Regions from separate parts of the Anser cygnoides genome. Here all the other regions are linked to region 3. Evidence: chromatin contacts called from public Hi-C data. All regions are on one chromosome and are shown on one strand. Each heading gives the region's core, a stretch centred on a gene start, on an enhancer-like site or on the middle of the called end of the contact. The rest is flanking DNA. Distances are from core to core; before and after follow the strand shown.

Evidence for each region. A called contact is a pair of places that touch in the nucleus more often than the background predicts.
Region 1: a contact with region 3 is called in a Hi-C map of liver, with 2.3 times the contacts expected there. The contact joins two enhancer-like sites. A contact is called at or near these places in 2 of 7 Hi-C or Micro-C datasets (both in liver).
Region 2: a contact with region 3 is called in a Hi-C map of liver, with 7 times the contacts expected there. The contact joins two enhancer-like sites. A contact is called at or near these places in 2 of 7 Hi-C or Micro-C datasets (both in liver).

The regions. Positions count from the first base shown.
Region 1 is chr9:16,239,334-16,243,779 of Taihu_goose_T2T_genome, reverse strand. No RefSeq gene overlaps it. Among named protein-coding and RNA genes, the nearest start is that of LPP, 48 kb to the right of the region's middle. Within about 2 kb of position 1,424, at least 1 of the 3 cell types and tissues checked has open chromatin away from gene starts, as enhancers often do. A contact at or near this core is called in liver, where this site is marked.
Region 2 is chr9:16,266,672-16,270,669 of Taihu_goose_T2T_genome, reverse strand. It overlaps the pseudogene LOC136791464. Among named protein-coding and RNA genes, the nearest start is that of BCL6, 72 kb to the left of the region's middle. Within about 2 kb of position 1,394, at least 1 of the 3 cell types and tissues checked has open chromatin away from gene starts, as enhancers often do. A contact at or near this core is called in liver, where this site is marked.
Region 3 is chr9:16,016,973-16,021,304 of Taihu_goose_T2T_genome, reverse strand. The region is part of intron 7 of LPP (LIM domain containing preferred translocation partner in lipoma); the gene reads left to right. Among named protein-coding and RNA genes, the nearest start is that of LPP, 170 kb to the left of the region's middle. Within about 2 kb of position 2,599, at least 1 of the 3 cell types and tissues checked has open chromatin away from gene starts, as enhancers often do. A contact at or near this core is called in liver, where this site is marked.

The DNA.
Region 1 (4,446 bases), core at 175-2,674, 220 kb before region 3:
GGCACTGGGGCTGGCAAGCTGCTTTTGCATTTCTTTCTCTCCCAAAATTTGAGGCTGTGTCCAGAGGGATACCTACAGCAATCTGGTTGTTGAGGGAGGAGAAGAAGGTGTTGTGTACTTCCATAGAACAGGGGTCCTGCAAGGATCCATGGCTCATGCAGAAGGGCAGAGCAAATGAATGAGTTTTGTACTGTTCTGGATCCAGTGCTAGTCATATACAGCAAAACCAGCAGGAACCCAAGTAGATACCTTTGGGATCCAAGTGCTTATTTTGATAGTGTGGTTATGTTTGGATTTGTGCTTGTTGTTTTTTCTTTTTTTAAAGGTGTAGTGGATTAATCCTGGCTTGTGCAGTTGTTGTACCGTAGTTTGTTTTTGTGTTGTAAGGGGCTTGGCAATGGTGTCAGGAGACGTGCTCCCTAAGTACTCTTATTATTTATCCTCATTGTACAAGCTGCACCAAATAAGTACCAGGCATTTCCAGAAATTGCTATTGATTGGGCAACTGCGTTTACAAAGCTAATCAATAAGTTTAACCCCCACCATATATTTATTTGTGATACAACTGCTCTCTTTGTGTGCCTCATGTGCTTTCCAGAGCTTGTAATTTGTCCAGTGTAAATAGCTGATTTCATCCTTTTTCCTGGGGAAAAAATAGCCCTGCTATTATAACACTGTGCCTCTTCTGGTGAGGGAGGTGTATGTGTCTTCCTGTCTTTAGGGTGGGTAATTTCACCCTTCACAGGAAGAAGATGAAGGGATGGGAAAGAGCCTTGTTGTTTCCTGAACACCAGAGTTACTGCAGTCTCCTGTGGATTTTTGTCCTTTGGCCTTTTCATCCTACTTCTGTTTCTGCCATAACAACCCCAGCTCTTTTCACATGGCTCTTCCTGTGACTCTACAGCACAGAAGATAACGTAATGCTGTAGAGGGACAGAACCGTGCAAGTGCTTGTTGGACAGGCAGGACATACACCCTGTTTCCAAAGGGTTGTGTAGCATAGGCCTTTCCACAACAGGGACCTCATCTGGGTCTTTATGTCTACTTCCAGGGTTCTTCCAAACGCTGGATACTTCTTGCTGCCAAAATTTCTACTGGTCCTTTAGATATGACCAAATTGGGTCAACAGTTACGAAGTTCAGTGTGAAGGTTGGATGGCTGAAGGGTCATCAGAGTGTCAGTCCAAAAAGTCATCTGTGTGGATGGCTGAATTGCCAAAAATATTTTACTGAAGTCCAGATGTCTGGAAATCAGAAGAACTTGGATAGCTTCCTCTTCTGGTCTCAAATGATTTTGCTCATTCATGCTGCACTGGCAGTTCTAGATCCTCTAGGGTGAGGATGAGAGCACACAAAGCTCTTCTGAAGGATTTCCCCACAAACTGGAAGCACCAGGATTTTGCAAGATCATCTTCTGTAGTGTGGGACTATGACTAAATAGACCTTGGTGGTTCTTGCTTCATTACAGATGACAATGCCCTGTGTGAACTTGGATATGTGAATGCCCCCACCTCTGTTCTCCAAGGAGAAACAGACCCACACTTGACCTCTGAAACCCAATGCTCCAACGCTTCTCCAGAATTTCCCACTCTGATCTGTACAGTCACCACAAATTGGCCCAATTTTGGACTTCCCTCTTGCAGAGAGTGGCCATTAGATCCAACAGGCTTACGTGCTAACAAGGTTTTTCCAGGATTTTGAGATTTTTCTTAGGAACTATTGCTCTGATCGTAAGGCCAAAAATGAGGTAGTGCAGAAAGTGGTGTGTAAGAATGTTAATTATTTCCCGAACAGTAATACTGGTAGTTTCTATTGTATTCCTTCAAAAAAAAGAACTTGTTGACCTTCTTCAAACATTGTAAACAAGGAAGCTGAAGTCTCAAACAACCCTGTTTCTAAAAGCTTCTTGCAAAAATCAATGATCAGGCAATAGTGTGCCCTGTGTACGAGATTGTGGGAGTTATCAGAAGTTAGATACTGCTTGGCCAGTTGGATGAGCGTCCAGCTGGCACCCAGCCTGAAACATGCCATAGCAAAAGCTGCTTCTTGCTCTGCTGGTAGTTACAGGACATGGGAAGGAGCTGATCTTGTTGGAAAGGGGGGAGAGTTTGGAGGATGTCATCAGTCCTGGAAGCATGGGCTGGGAAAGGGGCAGGTCATAGGGCCTGCAGAGGGGATCTTGGAGCACTGTGTGAAGGGAAGTGTGGGGGACACCAGGGTAGATGTGCTGGTGAAGTGAAGTCACACAGGATGTAAATTCTTGAATTGTGGAAAGAGGAATGCTGATGCCTGGAATGGCTTGGGTATTGATGATAAAACGTGAGAGATTAAATACTTGGTTTCTCATTCTAGGACTCCTGATGCTCACTTTCATCAGACTTTTAAAAGATGGTGTCTTTCTTTGGCAGTAGGTACAGTATAATGGTATATCAGGAAAGTAAAACTGACCTGTGTATAACTAGTGCTTCTGCTTAATATATGAGAAGGCTTACAGGCGGTGGAACTTAACTCCCAAAATATAAACCTTTGTCTTCTGACTTTACCTCAGATTATTTTAATTCAAGACTCTAGAAACAATTGCAATTAGCTCCTATTCCTTCCTTTTGCTCCTCTTTATACTCAGTTCCTTGTCCACACCCTCAGCTTCTTGGATCATTGACTCAGATGTTTAAATGGAAAAATACCCAGCTCAAGTTTATTGCAATGAGCAGAAGCAAAGAGGGTCTCTGTAAATATCTTGGTTCTTTGTATGCAGCTGGGTTCCCCTTTGTTTACTTGACTTCCCCAGTTATTTTCAAGCTGCTAAGGTCATTGCTAGTTAATAGTTGGCTAGAAATCAATAGACAGAGATGGTTAAAGATAAGTTTTAATAATGAGCGCAATCAAATTCTAGCAACTTTTATCTCTCTGCTGCTGCCAGTGGTGGCTGGTTTTTGTGCAATGACTACATTCATTTTCCAGCTGCACAAACTTCAGTGTTTTTTATCTTTGTAAAATACAGCTACCATAGCCCACCCTGGTGCCTCATGGTTAATGCTCTCTTGCTAGAGAACTGAGTTCAAGTGTGCTAAATGACTTCCATCAGTTTCAACAGGGTTTCCACCCAATGTTCACTGTTACCCAGGTAAAACAACTTCAAGATATCGCTGGAGTTAGCTGGAGATGGAGCACTGTCATCTCTTGACTCATCTTTGAACAGATGGAGAGCTTCTCCAAGTCCTGGTGAGCATTTCTACGAAGTTCAGCTGTCCAATGCATTCAGCACCTTCAATTGAGCATTATGTTGCAGCTGGATTTTTAACAGTTAAGCTCCATCTTGGAAGGGAGAACAGAGGGCTAGGATTTATGCCTTTAAGGTCCTGGTTTGCTTGGTTCAGAGTGTGCAGAGCAGTGCAAAATCTAACTGCTATTCCTCACCTGCTGGACCTCATTACATGGAAAACCAGATCTCTTGCAAATACCTCTCATGTTGAGTGATCATTAAAACACGTGTGTTGAAAGCATTCTAGAGACAGTGGCTGCTGCTGGGCTTTGGATCAGGTGCTGCATGATGCTGCTTGTGCTGGAGGTTCCTCAGCTCCCTGTAGCTTGCCAGGCAGTCCCGTGCCTGGCACCAGGTTCTCTTCCTGTGGGCTTTGCAGCATGTTTTTGGGTTGTGATGCAATGGCATGCTGTCCTGCTGCAGCAGACTCACCCAGATAGGCATGGCTGGCACTTGTGTGTGCTCAAGCAAGTAAAAACCTTACTCTCTACTGAAAGCCCTCTCAGATGTTTTCACAAATATAATGGGCTATGGGGATGGTCTGGGCTTGGAGTGCATACCAGGAATTTGAGGGACTCTCGCTCAGTTCTCTGTTCTGTCCCAGACTTCATCTTCTGCCTCAGGCAAGTTACGTCAGTGCAGTGACTCAGTTCCCTCGCAGTACAATGGAAATAGCAATGCTGTTCTAACTTGTGGGATTAGTTTGGTGATAAACACCTCTAGGACTTCAAGGTGCTGTGCTTCTGTGATCAGGACAGCCACTTCAGCACCTAATGTATGAAAAAGTGACTTGAGCTCTTGTACCTGCTGAATGCTTTGGGGAACATTTTTAACTGCCCTTTCAAAGCCTGTACTCATGCTCCACACCTGTAGGAACTTCTCTTCTTCCTTCCCTCCCTTGCTGCTGTCTGAGAGTTGACATTCTGGGGGAAAGAGGTGACCCCTTGGCCAATGGCACCGTGTTTCAATCCACTACAGACAAAATTTGATTTGGCTACTTGATCATGCCAATGGGGCACTAGTTTTATGGGATTGTTCACTGCAAATCCTGCTGGAGATGCATATTCTGAAGGATCCTAGCAGTAAGCTCATGAGGTCTGAAGTGGCACAAGGAAACATGGTAAAACATCTCATGGGTTTTGTTGAACATCCAGACAGTATAAGGAGCCAATTTTTGCTAGGAAA
Region 2 (3,998 bases), core at 145-2,644, 250 kb before region 3:
TTGCTGTCAGGAGGCCAATTAACCACAGCCCTGGAGGCCATGGTGGATTCTCCACTGCTGGCAAAGGCCCTGCTTGCATTTGGGCGTATTTCTGAAGGCTCTGCTCTTGTTCAGGTGCAAATATCCATCTTGCAGAAGCACTGGTAGGGGGTAGGCCTGAGGGCAGCGCTCCACAGGCGGCCAGCAGCACTGGAGCATTTGTACTGGTGTCAGCTCTGGCATCAGCCAGGATTTGGGCTGGCACCAACACCAAGAAGCCTTGGCAATAAGGCCTAAGGTACCAGAACTCTTCTGGCCTCCATGGTGGATGTCCAGCAGCCTTAAAACCGATGACAGGACACAAGGAGCACGAGGATACAAGGTAGGCCGGCCCCTGCTGCCATGCGCTGGGTGCCCAAGTTTGAGCACTGTAAGAATGTGGTGACTTTGTTTAGGGAAAATGGTGTTGTCTTGCAAAGGCTTTTCTCCTGGCTTCTGTCCCTTAAGCTAGTTTCTGACTGGTAGATAGCTATGGCGTGAATCACCTTCTTTGTGCCTCAGTTTCCCTGACTACAAACTAGCTGAGAGACTGTGCTCGTTGTCATTTATTCAGTCATAGTGCTCCTGAGGGAGGAGGGGAGGAGCTCTCTGAAGCAAACCTGGAGCCTTAATGCCCACAACCTTCCAGGGGCGAAGCCTCACGGCTCTTGATATCACACTTCTTACCAGCACAGTCATCTTGAGAGAGTTGTTGCGAGACCCAGAGAGGCTGCAAGCCCACGGACAGCCAGCGGCTGTGACCGCAGCTCATTGCTTTGTGCTGTGCACCTCCCTCCAGCTCTGCTTGTCCCTGGTGCATCCCGACCCCCAGCACCGGCTGGAGCAATCGCCATGGGGCTGTGGGGTTGTGGGGTTGTGGGGCTGTGGGGCAGGCTCTGGGAGTACTGGCCATGCATACTCCAGAGGCTCTGCATAGCCAGCCTGAAAGGAAAGGGGGAGAAGGGGAAAGAGATTTTTGATTACTTAAGCTTCAGGCTTTTGGCAACCCACAACATCTCTGGGGAGCGGGTAATCCTTTCCTAGACCCAGCAGTATCTCGGCATGTAGAGGGGAGCCCTGTCATAACCCTCACCAGGGCATGGCGTTCTTCCCATAACAAAACTTGGACACACTCAGGCTATTAAGCAGAGGAAACGTTCGTTGCTTTTATTAATAACCTTAAGAGCCCCGTGCCTTCTGTTGTTTAGCAGTAAACTCGCAGCCCCACACAGAGAAGATTTGCTGATGATCCCTCCGCTTCCCAGTAGACTCTTTTGAAACGTACAGCACCATTTCCTGCTGAAGTTCGGTAATTCCTGAATTACTGTGGAGGCCCCAGCCCCAGGCTCTCCCTGTCTGTGGGTCTGGAGCACTCTCCTCTGCTGTAAAGGACAAAGAGGGGATCAGGCTTTTCTGCCTAATCTCCTGCACAGCAAACAAGAACCACAAATATTGTTAAATAATCTCATGAAAAAAAATCTGGTTACTACTCCAGCCCTTACAAAGCATTTCCCTGTGCCCACCGCTGCCCTTTAAACTCCAAACAGCTAAAGTGGGACCTGCTTTCCTGGCTGAAGACAGAATTGATTTCCTCTTTGTTTGTTATTGTGTCTGGTAGCCTTCTATCCGTAAAACTTGTGTACCCATAGACAAACACACGCAAACACATTCAGAGACCTCCTGTCCATGCCAAATCCCATCCCTCCTTCCAGAGAGAGCTGTGGGCAACAGTGGTTGCGTTACCCTGAGGCTGGGACAGCTGGCTTCAAGCCTGGACTCTATCCCAGATCTGCAGGAGTCACTTTTTCAATGCTCCATGCCTCAGTTTCTCTGATGGGAGCAAAGGAACAGCGATTCTGATCTCCTTCACAAAATGCTCCCAGATCTATAGACAAGAAGAGCTGAGCTGTGGCGGTGGTATCAGAGCCTCCCTATTCCATCATTATTTTGCATTACTTTGATGCCCTTGAAATCAAAATATCGCTCTGTGATTTCATTAGTTTTCAGGGAGGATATCAGCAATCTTTCTCAAGTGCGTGCATGCGTCAGGTGAGGGGCTGAGGGTGGTGGAGGTTACCTGAGATGAGTATTAATGACTAACAGCTTCAAGCTCAGACACCAGAAGTGAGAACATCTAAATCTAGATCGAGGCACTTAATTAGACTTTTATTAAACTTCCTTCAGCACATGGGCAAAATTCTCCCTAGCTTTGTGAATCTTATAATACTAAAAAATATGTTGCCCTTTCACACCTAGGAGCATGTTACTCCAACTTTGCTGCAGGTTGAGTTGGTATTCAAGGAGCAGTACTGCACAGTTTCCAGCTCCCTCTGGGCTCATTTAATTGCTCACACCACTAAGATTTAGGCACACTACCAGTGGTGTTTTGGTGGATCAAAGTCCTGATGCAATCAATGTCTTTGCAGGGCCAGGCTGTCAGCTGGCCATTTTTGGCTACTCGTTTCAAGGCGAGCAGCCTGCTTTGCACTGGGATCTTTGCACAGCTCCGACCCAGAATGTGTGAACGCAGAGGATGGAGATCCCTGCTGCAAGCTGCTGGGGAGCCCAGCCCAGTCAGGACTCACATTCCCCCGCATTTTGTCCCTGTGCCTTTGGTAATCAATATATAAACCCTCATTTAGCATGGCTCAGGCAGGTGGTCCTCTTGTCTTCTTGTTGCCATGGCCCTGCCTGAGATAACACACAGAAATAATAACATTAAAACCCTCTAGCATCACTAAGCAGCTGTAATAATTAATCCTTAGCACTCAGCCCTACATTTTACACTTTCAAGACACACGGTGACATTCCCTGACTGTGCTCGCATGCCCTGCTGCTCCTAAGAGAAACTCTCTATTGCATGCTCTGTTATAGAGGGAATGAAGGATAACACGTCCATGGGCATCCATGCATTTCGGTGCACCAGATGGGAATATGGTATTATGGTCTGAACAGTTTGCTGTCCTTGAGTGGCAGTCACAGTGTTCCCTGATTCACAGGACGCTGGAAAGCCGCCAGGTCAGCAGCGAGCGTGCAGCTGGGTCTTGCAAATTTGGGTGGATTAGACCCAAGGGCTCCTCCGGAGAGCTAACCGCGCTTGCTGGGATTGCTCTGCCTTTCTTGTCTGTTGCGCCAAGAGGGGAAGATACATTATTCTGGACCCGTGGTGGGACAGTGCCCCAGCCGTGATAGCCAGGCTGGGCTTGGCACTTCTAGAGACCAAACCTCCTCGGAGGCAGGCTGGTTGTGTGCTGTGAGTGGCAGCATGGGGCAGCAGCAGAGCTGGGGTGGCCCCGTAGGACCTGGTCCTGGAGCTGTGCTCACAGCAGCCAGAAGCACACACTCTTTTCCTAGACCATGGCACAAGTCTTTAAATATGTGCTCAGCTTTGAGCTCGGGAGCAACCTACTGCAAAACGGTGCTGGCTTCAGGAGCCTTATCTCTGCTTAAAGGTCAGAGCATGCTTAAATGCCTCAATGGTTTGAGACCTTAGCATTCTCAAGGAGGTAAATTAAGAGCAGCCATCCTTTCCAGCAAAGCAAACCCTGGAGAAACGGATTCTTCTTTCACTTCTGCCTAGTCTCTTTGCTGAGTTAAACTGGACATGCTCTGAATCTGTGCTGTGGCAAGTGGAACAGGACTCCGGTGCTTCTCTGTGCACCACAGGAACAGCTGGGGAAAAGGGACTGGGCCAAACTGGAATACCTCTGCACCGCCAGTAGCGATCCAATGCCATCCTCTGTGAAAGATGCCGGCATCTCGTGGGCTCTGACACCCTGGGGATGGCACAAAATGTACTTCATCTCCCAAGGCTTGGGGACCTGAAGGTCATGAGGTCGGGGTACGGGCAGCTTGAGGTGACCGGGTGCCGACCAGCACTCACCACCCAAGACACCCCGTCCTGCCTCCCCCCCAGCAGGGAGCTATTTTGAGGTCCTGTTTTGATCTCCTTTGCATGTCAGTTACACTATTTCTGAGCA
Region 3 (4,332 bases), core at 1,350-3,849:
TGCAAATTCCCTAGTCCAGACTCGGAGTCTGATTTCCTTGTTCCTGTTAGTTGACTGAGCCCGGATTGTTAAGGGTTTTGCCAGCACAGTCCGTGGAATATTTGCTACTATTTCAGTTGTCAGGAATGTTCTTCTTTCTTTTAAGAATGAAAATTCAGGGGTTCAAGTAGATTAAGATTAATTTCACAGGTTCTGAATTAATTGCCCCCTCCTGTAGCATTTACGTGACAAAGAGTTCGTGGTTCCTGATTTACAGGGCTCAGTGGGATTTGGCTATTTTAGGTGTTCGGAAAGTTGCTGCGTCTTTTCAGTGTTATTTGGGCTGAAATTTTTGGCTAATCTGCTGTATTCAAAAGTCATCTTTGGGGTAAATAAAAGGGCCAGGCTGCTTTCTGCTAGTCTGAGCACATCTAATCTGTGGGCAGCTGCACCAAGGAGGCTTCTGGTTCCATCTGCACAGGGTGGTAATACGCAGAGAGGCCTTTCCAGTGGCACATTGCTCTGTATTTTTTCACTTGAGGTAGGTGCATTTTGTTTGTTGTGGGCTTTCTGATCTCTTTGGCTGTGGGATGGAAAGCCTCATTTGGAATAAGCCCATTTGAAGCATCCTCTGCCCATCCTAAAATGTCGATGACACTTGAACTGCGTGTACCTTTTAGTAGGACCACGTGCCGTGCAAGGTTTTCCATGAAGGCTGTGAGTTGCCAGCGTTTCCCCACTGACTTGGAGGGCCCATGAGTGGACACAGAGGGACAAAAGTGTCTTGTAGAGGGGTGCCTGAGCTGGTGAGCTCATAGTGGTGTGGCATGGGTCCTGCAGGGCTCATGCAGGCTGACCACGGGGCTGTGTTCAGCAGGCTGTGACACTTCTGCAGTGGTGACAGGGACTGGGAATTGCACAGGCTGTTTTAACAACGGGGTCACCTCAGAGAGCTGCACTCCTGGCTGCAGCACGCCGGCTTTGTACTCTTTGTAAAACCCGTGTAGATTACAGAAGTAGAAAAGGAAGTGTCCCATCTGGAGCCATTTCAGTGGGTTCCTCCCAGCAGGCGAGAAGCAAAGCCTTTACATCCAGGAAACTCTCTTCCTCCCGCGGTTCCCGTCCCCAAAGGCGGTGACAATCCCGCCTCGCGTGGGTGGCGGTGGAGATGGTCCCAAGGTTAAAGCTTTCTAGGAGCGCTGCCGCAGGCGTGCTGGCTGCTAGCGGGGCACGTCTGTCACGCTGTCCCTGCCACGCCTGCGGGCAGAGGAGCGTGCACAAGGCAGGGATGTTCAGCCGCGTACGTGTGAGTTGAGAGGCGTAGCCAACAGATGAGCTCATGGATGTTTGGATTTGGCCTACGTGTACAAGCAGGGGAACCTTCCTGTGTTCATCAGCTCCAGCCGGCGCGTGCAGCGAGCTGACACTGTTCTGATTAGCAGATGCTTGAATTGGTTGCATCTGCTGGTATGTATTAAAGCATAATCCTTTTGATAAGAGCATGTCCGTGAAGGTTTTTAAAGGAAATTTAAAAAGATCCAAGATTATCAGCTCATCACAGATGAACAGGATAAGAGTGACCTTTGCAGGGTATTATTTCTTTCTGTTGTGCTATCATCAGAGTGAAAATAAAACACCACCACTCCTGCTTTTCTTTTTTTCTGGATAACCAAGTTCACAGAAATCTTGGGAAGGTTTGTTTTTCCCTCTTTTTTTTTTTTTTTAATTTCTGCATCCATTTGGGTTTTCTGCCTACGTGCTTGGCTCCACCACCTAGATGACGACTGGTGTTGGATATATTGGACTTTAAAATCTGTGCAGGCATCTCAAACTTGTGTGTGGATAAAGGCAAACATTTACTTTGGGATCAGTGATAAAAAAACAAATAGTACCTCATAATTTGGTCTTTTTTCCTTCTGCATTCGTGATTGTTTTGTTGTGAGTGGTTGAGAGCTGGGCTCTTGCTTTCTAGAGCTGTTCAAGGCCTTCTACCTATTGTTGTGTTTTGTTTTCTATCTTTTTCCCCACAATGGGACCAGGCTGCTGTATACCATCAGCTCAGGAAGCCTGTCATCATTTCCCCATCCTCAGTGTTTGGCACTCGCAGTGGTTTGGCACTCATCTCAAAGGGACCCAGCGCGCTTCACAAGCTGTCCACGTGTCCGGCCAGCAAAGTGCAGCCGCCGCTGGGGCAGAGACCTGCGCTTCGCCGGGCCACTGGCTCTGCTCGCATCCTTACACAGGTCGATGCATCTGAGTGCTTCGGCGGCATTAGATTTACCACTGCGACAGCCCTGTGAAGTACAGAAGCATGCTCTTTCCCAGGTGAGGGAGAGACCGAGGCACTGGGAGATGAGATGACTTGGTTTGTGCAGGGTCACCAGAGGAGCTGAGGGCAGACCGTGGGCTCCCCGCCACCATGTCACTGATTTATCCTCCTCTTGTAGCACGTGTGGATTGAGGGACAGAGAGTACATGGGGACATCTCCTCTCAAGAGGCACAGAGAGGGGTCTCAGGTGTGGGGTGATACATCAGTGTCTCTCTCAGAGTGTGTGAACCGGGCAGAGGCAATAAAAACCCTTAGCTTTCTTCTGTTGGAGGGTGTTGCTTGATACACAGCTACAGTTTTGTGATCTTGCTGCCGTGTCTTGTGAGTAAATCCTGAAGGATTCAAACCCCCAGGCCCAGAAATCTGTAGCCCCCTGGACCTATAGCATCACTGATGTCACCAGCACTTGAGGAGTGGGAAGTTGTTTTCCCCACCTGTGTAATTCTGAAGGAATTTTATGAAGTTGCACTTAGTCCTGTGGCACAAATCAGTGATTTTTTTGCCCTCTGCAAAGAAATAGCTGGCACATTTGGAAATGAAAGCACATGGATTATTTCTTCCCACCATCAATGTCTGTCAATTGGCTCCTCCAGATGTACAAATTGAGTCCAGCATCTGCTTTCAAGGGTCTGAGGGAGGGGTACGTGCATGTAAAAATCAGTGGCTGGGGAGGAGGGAGCAGACCTGTGTCCCTCGGGGAGCTGCGGTGTGGAGCTGGTCCTCCTCACCTCCCCATGGCCCATGGGCTGGCCCCAGGCACACGCAGGGAGCTCCAAGCTCCAAGCCCACTGCGTGTCAACCTGAACTTTTGCTCTTCCAATCTGTACTGTAACCAGGATCCCTGACCTGAAAGGCGGATTGTTTGGCTGATACACACAGATAAGTGCCAAGGCTAATTCTAGGAGAAGGGAAGCAGGAGGGGCGGTCAGGAGAGGTAAGGAAGGAGAACAGGAAGGGTCAGTCTGCTCAAGATGCAAGGCACAAGTCCATAGGAAATGAGGCTTCCTTTGCTCTGCTCTTGATGGTTGCTGTTCCTTTTGTGTTGGCTGTTTCTCCTCTGCACACCCTAGGAACCAGCTGCGTTTCCCTCCCAGTCAGGGAAAGGAAATAGCTCAGAGCCAAGGGAACAGCACAGCAACTTAGAGAAACACCTGCATGGCAATGCATCACTTGGGACTTTGCTCCCACTGTGCCTGCACTGGATGTCTGCCCCAGGCCATTCCCACCACAATGGGAGTGATGATTTTGTGCTTTGTGTGTTACGCCTGCAGCAAGGAGAGCGTTGCCTCGATAGTTGCCTTTCAGCTTAACTCTATCCAGAGACCACCAAAGGGCTGGCACTGATGCTGCTGATGTGAGTTCCTGTTGAGTTGTGCTCTTGAAAAGAGGAGGGCAACTAATTTCTGTGGTTGCAGTTTCTAAATACATTTGAAAGGTGAAGGCTTAAATATTCTAGGGAGCCCTAGCATTTATAGTATGGCCTTTACAAGTTTATCTTGGTTGCTTCCTGGTGCCAGTTTGCGTAAGCTGTTGCAGATTTCGCACATTTATCTTTGTAATGCCTTAAGGAAGGAGAGATTTGATTCTTCTTCTGTTCTACAAATGAAAAGCTGAAGCAGAGCTGATGCACAGAAATGCAGCTCATTGTAAAGGAGGGCTTTGGACATAGATCTGTGACGTTCTGGGGTAGTTCTGTCATTTGCTGGTCTGTCCTGTCCATACAACGGTCTGTCCTACTGGCAAGAGAGGACCTCTCCCTGGAGCCCCTGCTGGCCAGCCCAAAGGCAGAGCAGAGCTGCTCCCAGCCTCCTTTCAGGTAGGGGAAAAAGAGGGCTGCCTGGAAGCAACCAGTGCCCTACAAAAAAAGTAAGAGCTGGCAATGCATTTTCTACATTAGACCCTGCTACCAGTGCATAAATAAACATGATACATTTATGGCCTGAACATATCTCAGGATTGTTGCAAGATGTTCCTAGTTCAAAACCGTTAACCATTAGAGGAAGAGACAGATGTATCTGCGGAT